2 separate regions of the Danio rerio genome follow, and region 1 is linked to region 2. A link is a contact called in public Hi-C data. All regions are on one chromosome and are shown on one strand. The core of a region is the stretch at or near the end of the contact, and the rest is flanking DNA. Distances in the headings are between cores, read along the strand shown.

Region 1 (4,540 bases), core at 609-3,108, 150 kb after region 2:
TCCTTCTCATACTTTAGCCTCCACATCGAAGTTCCTGACAGCAAAGAAGGTCAAGGTGCTCCAAGATTGGCCACCTGTTAAGTGACAAGACTTTTGTCACAGCAAAGTCAGACCTTACTGTCCTATTTAAGTAATTAAAAATCAAGGCATGATCATGTTTTTTTTTTGTAGTAAAATAAGTGCAATCTAGAGGTCTTTTTCTTCCATATGAACCCTTTCTGATGCCAAATGATCAACTAGAAGTCAAGTTATTGCTTGATGTTTCTAAAACTTGGATAGGCAACAGGACTTTTTCAGGTAGTGTACAAATATTCACAATAAAATAAAACAAATTAAAAGAAAGATTGGATTAAAGAACTTCACCACTTTATATGTCCCATATAATTTAAAACAAATCCTTTAAAATAATAAGGTTTAGCTTCAAGCAATCCATATATTTAGTTGTGTGTTTCTCTCTCTTGAATATATACTGTACCTGAAAACTGAGTGATAGATATATTTGGCTTTGTTATTCATCATGAAAAAAAACGTTACGCTTAGTATTTAAAGTTGGCATTAGTATCATCAGCATATCTGTGAACAAATCTTTTTTGAGTTCACTGTTTGTTCCTCCAGATTATTTTCTCTCTGTATTTTCAACAGTAATATTTAATAAACATCTATTATATTGCAGCAGGAAGAGAGGGTTTTAGAGTCTTGAGAGTTTTGGGGGTTATTCAAGGTCTGCTGAAAGTATTTCATTATTCTTTTAATTCAGTTGCTTTTTTAGTATTTGATAGATGAACTGTAAGAACAATAATTATACCAAACTCTACCAGGTTTTATTCAATACTTCACTGATAGTTTTAAGAAAGTTACTTCTATATTTCACACAAAGCATCAATTACTGCAATTATTAAGTATTTAAGGGTTAGTTTCCAGAAAAATGAAAATGATGTCATTTACTCATTGTTCACTTACTGCAAACCTTTAAGAGTTTCTTTCTTCTGTTGGACACAAAAGAAGATACAGTATATTGAAGAAAGATGAAAACCTGTAACCATTGATCTCCATAGTCTCATTTCTGCTATGCAAGTCAAAGATTACAGGTTTTCAGCTTTCTTTGTAATATATTTTTATGTTATAAACAGAAAAAAAAAACCATAAAGGTTTATAACCACTTTAGGGTGAGTGAATAATGAGTAACATTTCTGTTTTGGGTAAAACAATCCCTATGAGGTGCCATATAGGATTTAAATCAAACTCTGCTTATCAACACATACATAAAACACGTGTATATACACCAATAAATTACTCGCATATACACCTATTCTACTGGATGTTCAAAACAACATGGACGAAACTTGTGTATATACACAGTTTATATCGAGTTTATATGTATGTGCGTGTGTATGTGGGTGTATTCATGCGTCAAGTTTATATGTATATACACAAGTTTTATCCATGTTGTTTTGAACATCCCGTAGTATAGGTGTATATGCGAGTAATTTATAGATGTATATACACGTGTTTTATGTATGTATTGATAAGCAAAGTTTGATTTAAATCCTATACGACACCTCTTAAATCCCTGTTAACAGTATCTGTACTACATTATACTAAACTATTGTGCATCATAAACAAACAGCGAACAGAACTAAACAGAACTAAATTGCTCGCCATATTTTCTAAACATATTTCCCTATTTTTTATATAAGCAAAGTAACTTTTTTTCACGCAACATAGCAAAAAAGGAAGACCAAAGTTGCACATTATAAACAGACTTGGCAACTGTGTTTTGTGTGTGTGTGTGTGTGTGTGTGTGTGTTTGTGTTGGTTTAGTCCAGCAGGGGGTGCTGCTCTGAGCTCTTGCTCTGTCTCTGTGAGGGATCCACTCAGCCATCTGGCTCTCAGCTGAAGAAGTGATGCTGAAGTAATGATTAACCTCTACGGTGCTTCAGCTCTCTGCTAATGGAGGCTATTTCTCTCTCTTTCTCTTAGCCCTTCCCCCTCTGCTGCTACCTGAGACTGGTCGCTCACAGAGATGGAGTTGATGAAGGGTGTCTAGGGGTGGACAACCGTTAATTATGAGAAAAGCCAGGGCTAGTTGTCACACAGATGACATTTTTTTATTATAAATGACAGTATGGGTCAAGATAAGATGTCAAATGTGTTTTAATTGTATTCATTTCATTTACTATTTTTAGCAAGTGCTGACTTAAATCATTCTGAATTTTAAGCTTATATTTCTGTTGTTGGTGCGGTGCAGTGGTGCAGTGGGTAGCACTGTGGCTTCACAGCAAGAAGGTCGCTGGTTCGAGCCACGACTGGGCCAGTTGGCAAATCTGTGTGGAGTTTGCATGTTCTCCCTGTGATCATGTGGGTTTCCTCCAGGTGCTCCGGTTTCCCCCACAAGTCTAAAGACATGCGCTATAGGTAAATTGGGTGAGCTAAATTGTCCTTTGTGTATGTGTGTGAATGAGAGTGAATGGGTGTTTCCTAGTGGTGGGTTGCAGCTGGAAGTGCACCTGCTGCATAAAACATGCTGGATAAGTTGCCAGTTCATTCTGCTTTAGCGACCCCAGAATAATAAAGGGACTAAGTATAAAAGAAAAATTAATGAATGAATTTCTGATCTGTAAACAATTGTTTTGTTTTAAAATCTTATAATAATGTTAAAACAAGCATCACACAATTTTTGTGATTTGTGTGAAAAAGTTTTATTGTAGGAATGATTATTGTAGTGTTTATTAATTGCTTGATTTAATTTTTAATAATTGTTTTTCTAGGCAACGCAGTGGTGCAGTAGGTAGTGCTGTCGCCTCACAGCAAGAAGGTCACTGATTCAAGCCTCGGCTGGGTCAGTTGGCGTTTCTGTGTGGAGTTTGCATGGTCTCCCTGCATTCGCGTTGATTTCCTCCATGTGCTCCGGTTTCCCCCACAGTCCAAAGACATGCGCTACAGTTGAATTGGGTAGGATAAATTGCCCGTAGTGTATGAGTGTGAATGAGTTTGTGTGGTATTTCTCAGAGATGGCTTGTGGCTGGAAGGGCATCCGCTGCATAAAAAACGTGCTGGATTAGTTGGCGGTTCATTCTGCTGTGGTGACCGTGGATTAATAAAGGGACTAAGCCGAAAAGAAAATTAATGAATTAATGAAGGAATGATTGTTTTGCTATTTTCATTTTAGATTAATGTCACATTGAAAAGTATGATTGAAGCAAATAAAAGATAATTTAGTGTGAATGAATATATTACTGTTAATTCATTTCTTACACGCATCCATACATCCACCCGTAGCCAAAACATTATAGTAGACCTGTCAAACACACACTACCGGTCAAAAGTTTGGGGTCCTTTTTTTTTTATAAAGAAGATTATTATTTGAAAATAATTAAATTGTAAAATATTTATAAAGAAATTTAAAAAACTGTTTTCTTATTATATGTAGTTTTAAATTAAATTATTACTCCAGTCGTTATTGCTTTTATAGCTATCACATTAATAATAATAATATTAATAAAAGTAGTAATAATAATTATTATTAATATTAACATGATTTTTGAAAGATTATGTGACTGAAGACTGAAGTAATGAATGTGTATGGGTGTTTCCCAGTGTTGGGTAAACATATGCTGGATAAGTTGGTGGTTCATTCTGCTGTGGCGACCCCTGATTAATAAAGGGACTAAGCCAAAAGAAAATGAATGAATAAACTTTTGAAAAGTAATTTTATAGTGCAATAACTTTTCACAATTTAAAAATTTGTACTGTATTTTTGATTAAATAAAAGCAGCCGTGGTGAGCCGGAGAAGCATATTTTAAAACATTTAAAAAACCTACTGACCAACAAACTTTTGACCGGTAGTGTACATTTGAGTGTATATCCTGAAACACATTTGCTAAATGAATTACTCTGAATTGCTTTTAAAATGTAATTTCTGATGTCCATATTAAACATTTAATCTATGCATCTTGTTTGCAACCTTATTACAAATCCAATTCATATTCAAAAACTTATATTGGAAATTAAAAGGTATTTGCATTTCTGATAAACAACAGGGTTCAGTAAACAGTTTTTTTTCTAAAGCATTTTCATAGATTTTAAGATAAGTGCCTACAGAGAAGTCTTTCAAAAATAAACCTTCCCGCATAAATAATTAAAAAGAGTGAGTATAGCAGTCCATAGATTCACAAACATACTCGCATAACCTCAGAGTGTTTTTCCTCGTCTGTATTGCAGTATATATAAGCCTTCAGCTCGTCTGAGGACATTGTACACACACACACACACACACACACACACACACACACACACACACACACAATATTAAGTCCCTCCTCTCAGTAGCCAGCCAAACTCTTATTTAATTAGGCTAATTGCAAAGCTAGAATAGCCATTTTCCTGATTACTCATAATTTTGTTCTGTTAAAGAATTGAAGCCAGCACAAGTCTCTTCATTTGCCTTAACTGACCCAGCACTCACACACACACACACACATTTTCCTGCTGTCTCTCCTGCTCAAGCTGTTAGTGTGAAGGATGACTTGAAGCTCCACT
Region 2 (4,648 bases), core at 798-3,297:
AGCCAGAAGTACATGAAGCTGCATTTCATGTTTAAAACGAATGCTATGGTGTAGTATGACGCCGTTCCTTTTCGTGCTTACCAGCTGACTGCTTACCTCTGTATAGATGGCTTTCCAGCTGTCACCAGATTGTCCAGTTAGCTCATCATGTACGTCGACGAACTTAAGATGCAGAGAGGTGTTGACCATGGTGATGGGATTTGATTCCAGTGAAAAACGCTTCCAAAAAGCAAGTAAGACAAAAACAGAATCCAAAAAATAAAATAAACAAGTTAAACGAGGTAAAAATCACGTGAGGGCTTTTCTTTTTCTAAATTGCTTTTAAAAATTGTTTGTTGGGTTTTTGGAAGTGGGTGGACAGCTCAACCGGTGCTTTTGAAAATACTATTGGTTGGGCTTAGGGAAGGAGGAGGAGGGCAGGTCAGTCGATCAGTTAGTCAGTCAGTCAGTCAAACAGTCATTCGACAGCAGCCACTGGTGGATTTACATGATAACACCAAGCGCAAAGAGAAATTTGAGATCCCAAAAAGCGTACACAGCGGCCTTTGGTGGATTAAAAAAAAACAAATACTGCCAAAAAAAGGGATGTATTTGGCGCTCTCTAGAAATGTATATAGAGATACATTTTCAGACTGAGCCTGGGTTGGCCAAATTAGTTAATCCATTCACCTATAGCGCATGTCTTTTGGACTGTATAGGGGAAACCAGAGCACCCATAGTAAATCCATGCGAACAGGGGGAGAACATGCAAACTCCACACAAAAATGCCAACTGGCCGAGCCGGGACTAGATTCAGTGACCTTCTTGCTGTGAGGTGACAGTGCTGACTACTGAGCCACGGTGTCGCCCATTGTTTCATGTTCAAACGACTTAAATTCATAAAATGATTCATTAATTAATTAAATTGGGTCAACATGAAGGAACAGCGTGGAAGCATGTTTTGCAGTGTATAACTTTTATGTTCAGACATGTCTAGACAAATATGCTCTAAATCCCAAACTGTTTCAGTCCTCAGATAGCTTGTACAGACGTGGAACAGTGTTTCTTTAGCATGTGAAAAATATTTGCAGTCACAAAACATTACATCTTACTTAGAGATTACAGTAGGAAGGACAGCCAGTCGCTTTAAAAGTAGGAACAGAATGTAGCTTTGCTGGAATATGAAATAAAAAATGAAACAAAAAAAAAAAATCTATTGCACAGCCCTAGTCATTATATCACCTTTATAGTGCAAGTAGTCTCCTAGTGGTTCAGGGACTCTACGCAGCTTGAGTACTGTGTGTATATGAGAAACTAGTCTAGCTATTTGTAAGAAGTTGCATGTATTAAAAATACATTTTTATTGTCAATGTATGAACAGCTTGTAACATGAAAAGCTTTCTCTGACGTTCAAGGATGTCTATGAAAACCAGATAAATTTTATGTTAATGACTTGGGAGGTTTTTGCAGAGAAAATCAAAAGCATGCGATGTTTACACATTTTCCCGAGAGCCTCTCTTCTGCTCTGACACATGAAAGCCTAGACAATGTTCAAAATAATGCCAAAAAGTAATGTCAATGTGACAAAATAAGAAAAGAAAACTCAAATGATGGTCTCATATTGGCATTTCTGCTGTAAATGGTGCATTGTTACTGCTGTAACAATAATAACAGTGTCATTTTCATTAACTCATCTGCTGACATGATGCTGATGAGCTGCGAACTTGTGCAAATATATTCATACTGCTATGATCAGATGCTTTCTCAGCTGTTGTTTTCTCATCACTGGCATGATTACTGGTCATGTGTTATACAGTGTTAATTTCGTTGACGAAGACTATGACGAAAATTATTCGTCAACGAACATTTTTTACAGACGAAAACTAAATAAAAACTAAATAAAAAGTCAGATACGATGACGAAGACGATGACGAAATTTAACTGACACTTTAGTCAACGAATAAAAACGAGAGGAAAATGTTGGGGCGGGACGAATGGAGAAGAGATCCAATAAGAACTACCCTTTTGTGGGGAAACCCAATCAGAGCGAATCTTTTGAGGGCAGGTTGATCTTGGCAAAGCCATTTTCAAAACAAAAGCCGCGGTTTTCAAGTTATGATGACGTTTGTTATACATTATATTTAGTTACACATTATACTCGGTTACAAAGCGTTGGTTAATTTAAGTTGACTTTTCTCGTTAGCAACACGCTAAAGTTTTGTTCACTCGGTCCGAGCGCAGCGTCTCATGAACAGACAGACAGAAATGTCAGAGCTTGGTCTAGGACGAAAACGAAGAATTGACATCTGGTCAAACTTCACATATGACAACAAGGACAACAAGAGCGTCTGTAAACCATGTGGAGTAAAAATCGCTGGGAAAAACACCACCAACTTGAAGCGACATTTACAGACGGCTCATCCAGAAATCCACACCAAGGTAAGCATAAACGCTAACGTTAAGGTTATCCTATAAGATAAACCACCGTGATTCTGCTAAACTTGGAATAAAATTGAAGCCAAAGGAAATTAACTTTGAATAGTATTGATTAAACGAATTGTCTCGCTGAATTAATTAATATAAATATGTGTACTATTATAATAGATGTTGTGGTGTTATATATGACTCGACAAAAGGTGTGTGTGTGTGTGTGTGTGTGTGTGTGTGTGTGTGTGTGTGTGTGTGTGTGTGTTATATGGCAAGAAAGAAAAAAATATCTCAACTTTGTATATCATTTATATATCCTCATAGATACAGAAGATGTCTGATGACCATGGGCCAGGTGGAAATAAAGCTAGTGATGCTACTAGTACAACACAGCAGCAGGCCATCTCAGATTTCCTAAGGTCTTCAAAGTACAAGACTGAATCAAAGGAACAACAGACCAAGGAGCAGGCCATAGCTAGATGGATTGGACGGACAGGTTTACCACTCACAACAGTTGAGGATGAGGACTTTGTGCTAATGATGGGGATGATAGATGGGAGACTAACAGTTCCAAAGAAAACTAAAATTAGCAATTTAATTGAAACACAGTATGAACATGAAAGACAGAAGTTCAGAGAGAGTCTGGCTGCTGCCCGGAAAGTATCCATTGGCCTTGACTTGTGGACAAAAAAAGGATTGACAGCCTCATTCCTTGCTATAAGTGCATGCTACTTTTGTGTTGAAAAAAGTAAACCTGCACACATATTGTTGGCCCTTCAACAAGTAGGTCACCCACACACTGCACAGGCTATTAAGGCATGTGTGGACAAATGCATGCAAGAGTGGACCATACCAAAGGAGAAGATCCTGACTGTAATAACGGACAATGGGAGTAACATGGTGGCAGCCTTTAAAAACACCACAGCAGAAGAAACCAGCTCTGAGGACGACTCCCCTGGGTCCACAATCGAGAGTGACTCTGAAATTGATGACCAGCGGTAAGCCATATTTACTTTATTCTTTTTCCTGAGAGTCAATCATCACAAATTATTACTCCCTGCCACACACTAGATATATACAGTATACACATATGCACACCAGCCACTTTATTAGGTTTAGACTTATTTGATTCTCTTTTTTTTTATTGTTAGGTATCGTCATGTCGACATGGAATTGGACCGGACACCATGTGTTGTGCATACCATACAACTGGTGGTCCACATGTTGCAGAAAGAAACAACTGTCAAAAGAGTTCTCGATAAAGCTAGGTCTGTGGTGAAGCTCTTTCGCAAGTCCTCAGTTGCAACACAAAAGTTATTGGACCAATGTGGTGTTATTGTTGTAAATGACTGCCCCACACGCTGGTCAAGCACATTTAACATGATCACACGACTCCTCAAAGTCAAAGATGCAGTCTGTCAAATCTCAAATGACATGGGATGGGACAGTTTGCTTACTAGTGAGTGGCAAAAGCTTTCCTCATTGCATGACCTATTGCTGCCTTTTGCAGAACACACTAAAACTCTTCAGAGTGACACCACATCTATGTCTCTAGTGGTTCCTGCCCTCTTTGATCTGCTTACCCACCTAACTGACTTTGCAGTGAACACTCGGTACAGAGACCTCGCTACTCTTGCAGACAAGATGAGATCAAATCTGAACCAGCGTTTTGCTTGCATCTTGGATACAACTGATGAAAAGTTTTCACCACTTGCAGCAGCTGCCTGCTTTGTTAACCCAACTGTCTGTGAAATCATTGTTAATGTTGATGTTGCTAATGGAAATATCCAGGAACTGCTAAAGCAGGCAGAAGACTATGTAGTCAAATGCACAAAACAGGAGGGCCAGTCTGAAAATGATGAAGAGGAGGTTATTGAGGAACCAGAAGCAGCGCCCTCCTCAAAGCAGCCGGTGTTTAGGTTTCTCTCAAAATGCCGCACCACAAGGCCTAAACAGAAAACCTCCACAAGCAACATCAGGCAGCAGATCATCAAGTACAAGGAAGAACTCTCCCATCCCATCACTGAGGACACAGGAACAGACTTCTGGCTGGGAAAGAGTGACAGTGTTTACCACAGTTTAAAACCTTTTGCATTAGACTTGTTAGCTATGCCCGCTTCTCAAGCTTTTGCAGAGAGGGTATTTAGCATCACAGGTGACCTCACAAGAGGACGGCGCAACAGAGGAAGGGTCACATTGGAGCGAAGTGCTTTCCTTAAAATGAACAGAAACAAATAGAAAT

Evidence for each region. Hi-C and Micro-C count contacts between places; a contact is called where the count stands out from the background.
Region 1: a contact with region 2 is called in a Hi-C map of an unstated tissue, with 2.4 times the contacts expected there. The contact joins the enhancer-like site here to the promoter of zbed4l1 in region 2. A contact is called at or near these places in 3 of 18 Hi-C or Micro-C datasets (caudal fin, hematopoietic stem cells and an unstated tissue) and 1 of 4 datasets of contacts at active chromatin or transcription factors (embryo).

Annotation. Positions count from the first base shown.
Region 1 is chr3:29,432,708-29,437,247 of GRCz12tu, forward strand. No RefSeq gene overlaps it. Among named protein-coding and RNA genes, the nearest start is that of syt3, 22 kb to the left of the region's middle. Within about 2 kb of position 1,859, at least 13 of the 62 cell types and tissues checked have an H3K27ac peak or open chromatin away from gene starts, as enhancers often do.
Region 2 is chr3:29,286,337-29,290,984 of GRCz12tu, forward strand. It overlaps zbed4l1 (zinc finger BED-type containing 4-like 1), which reads left to right and starts at 2,048. Exons shown (of 3, transcript XM_001340680.10): 1 at 2,048-2,418; 2 at 2,731-3,404; 3 at 3,558-4,648. The coding sequence starts at 2,227. The coding sequence ends at 4,644.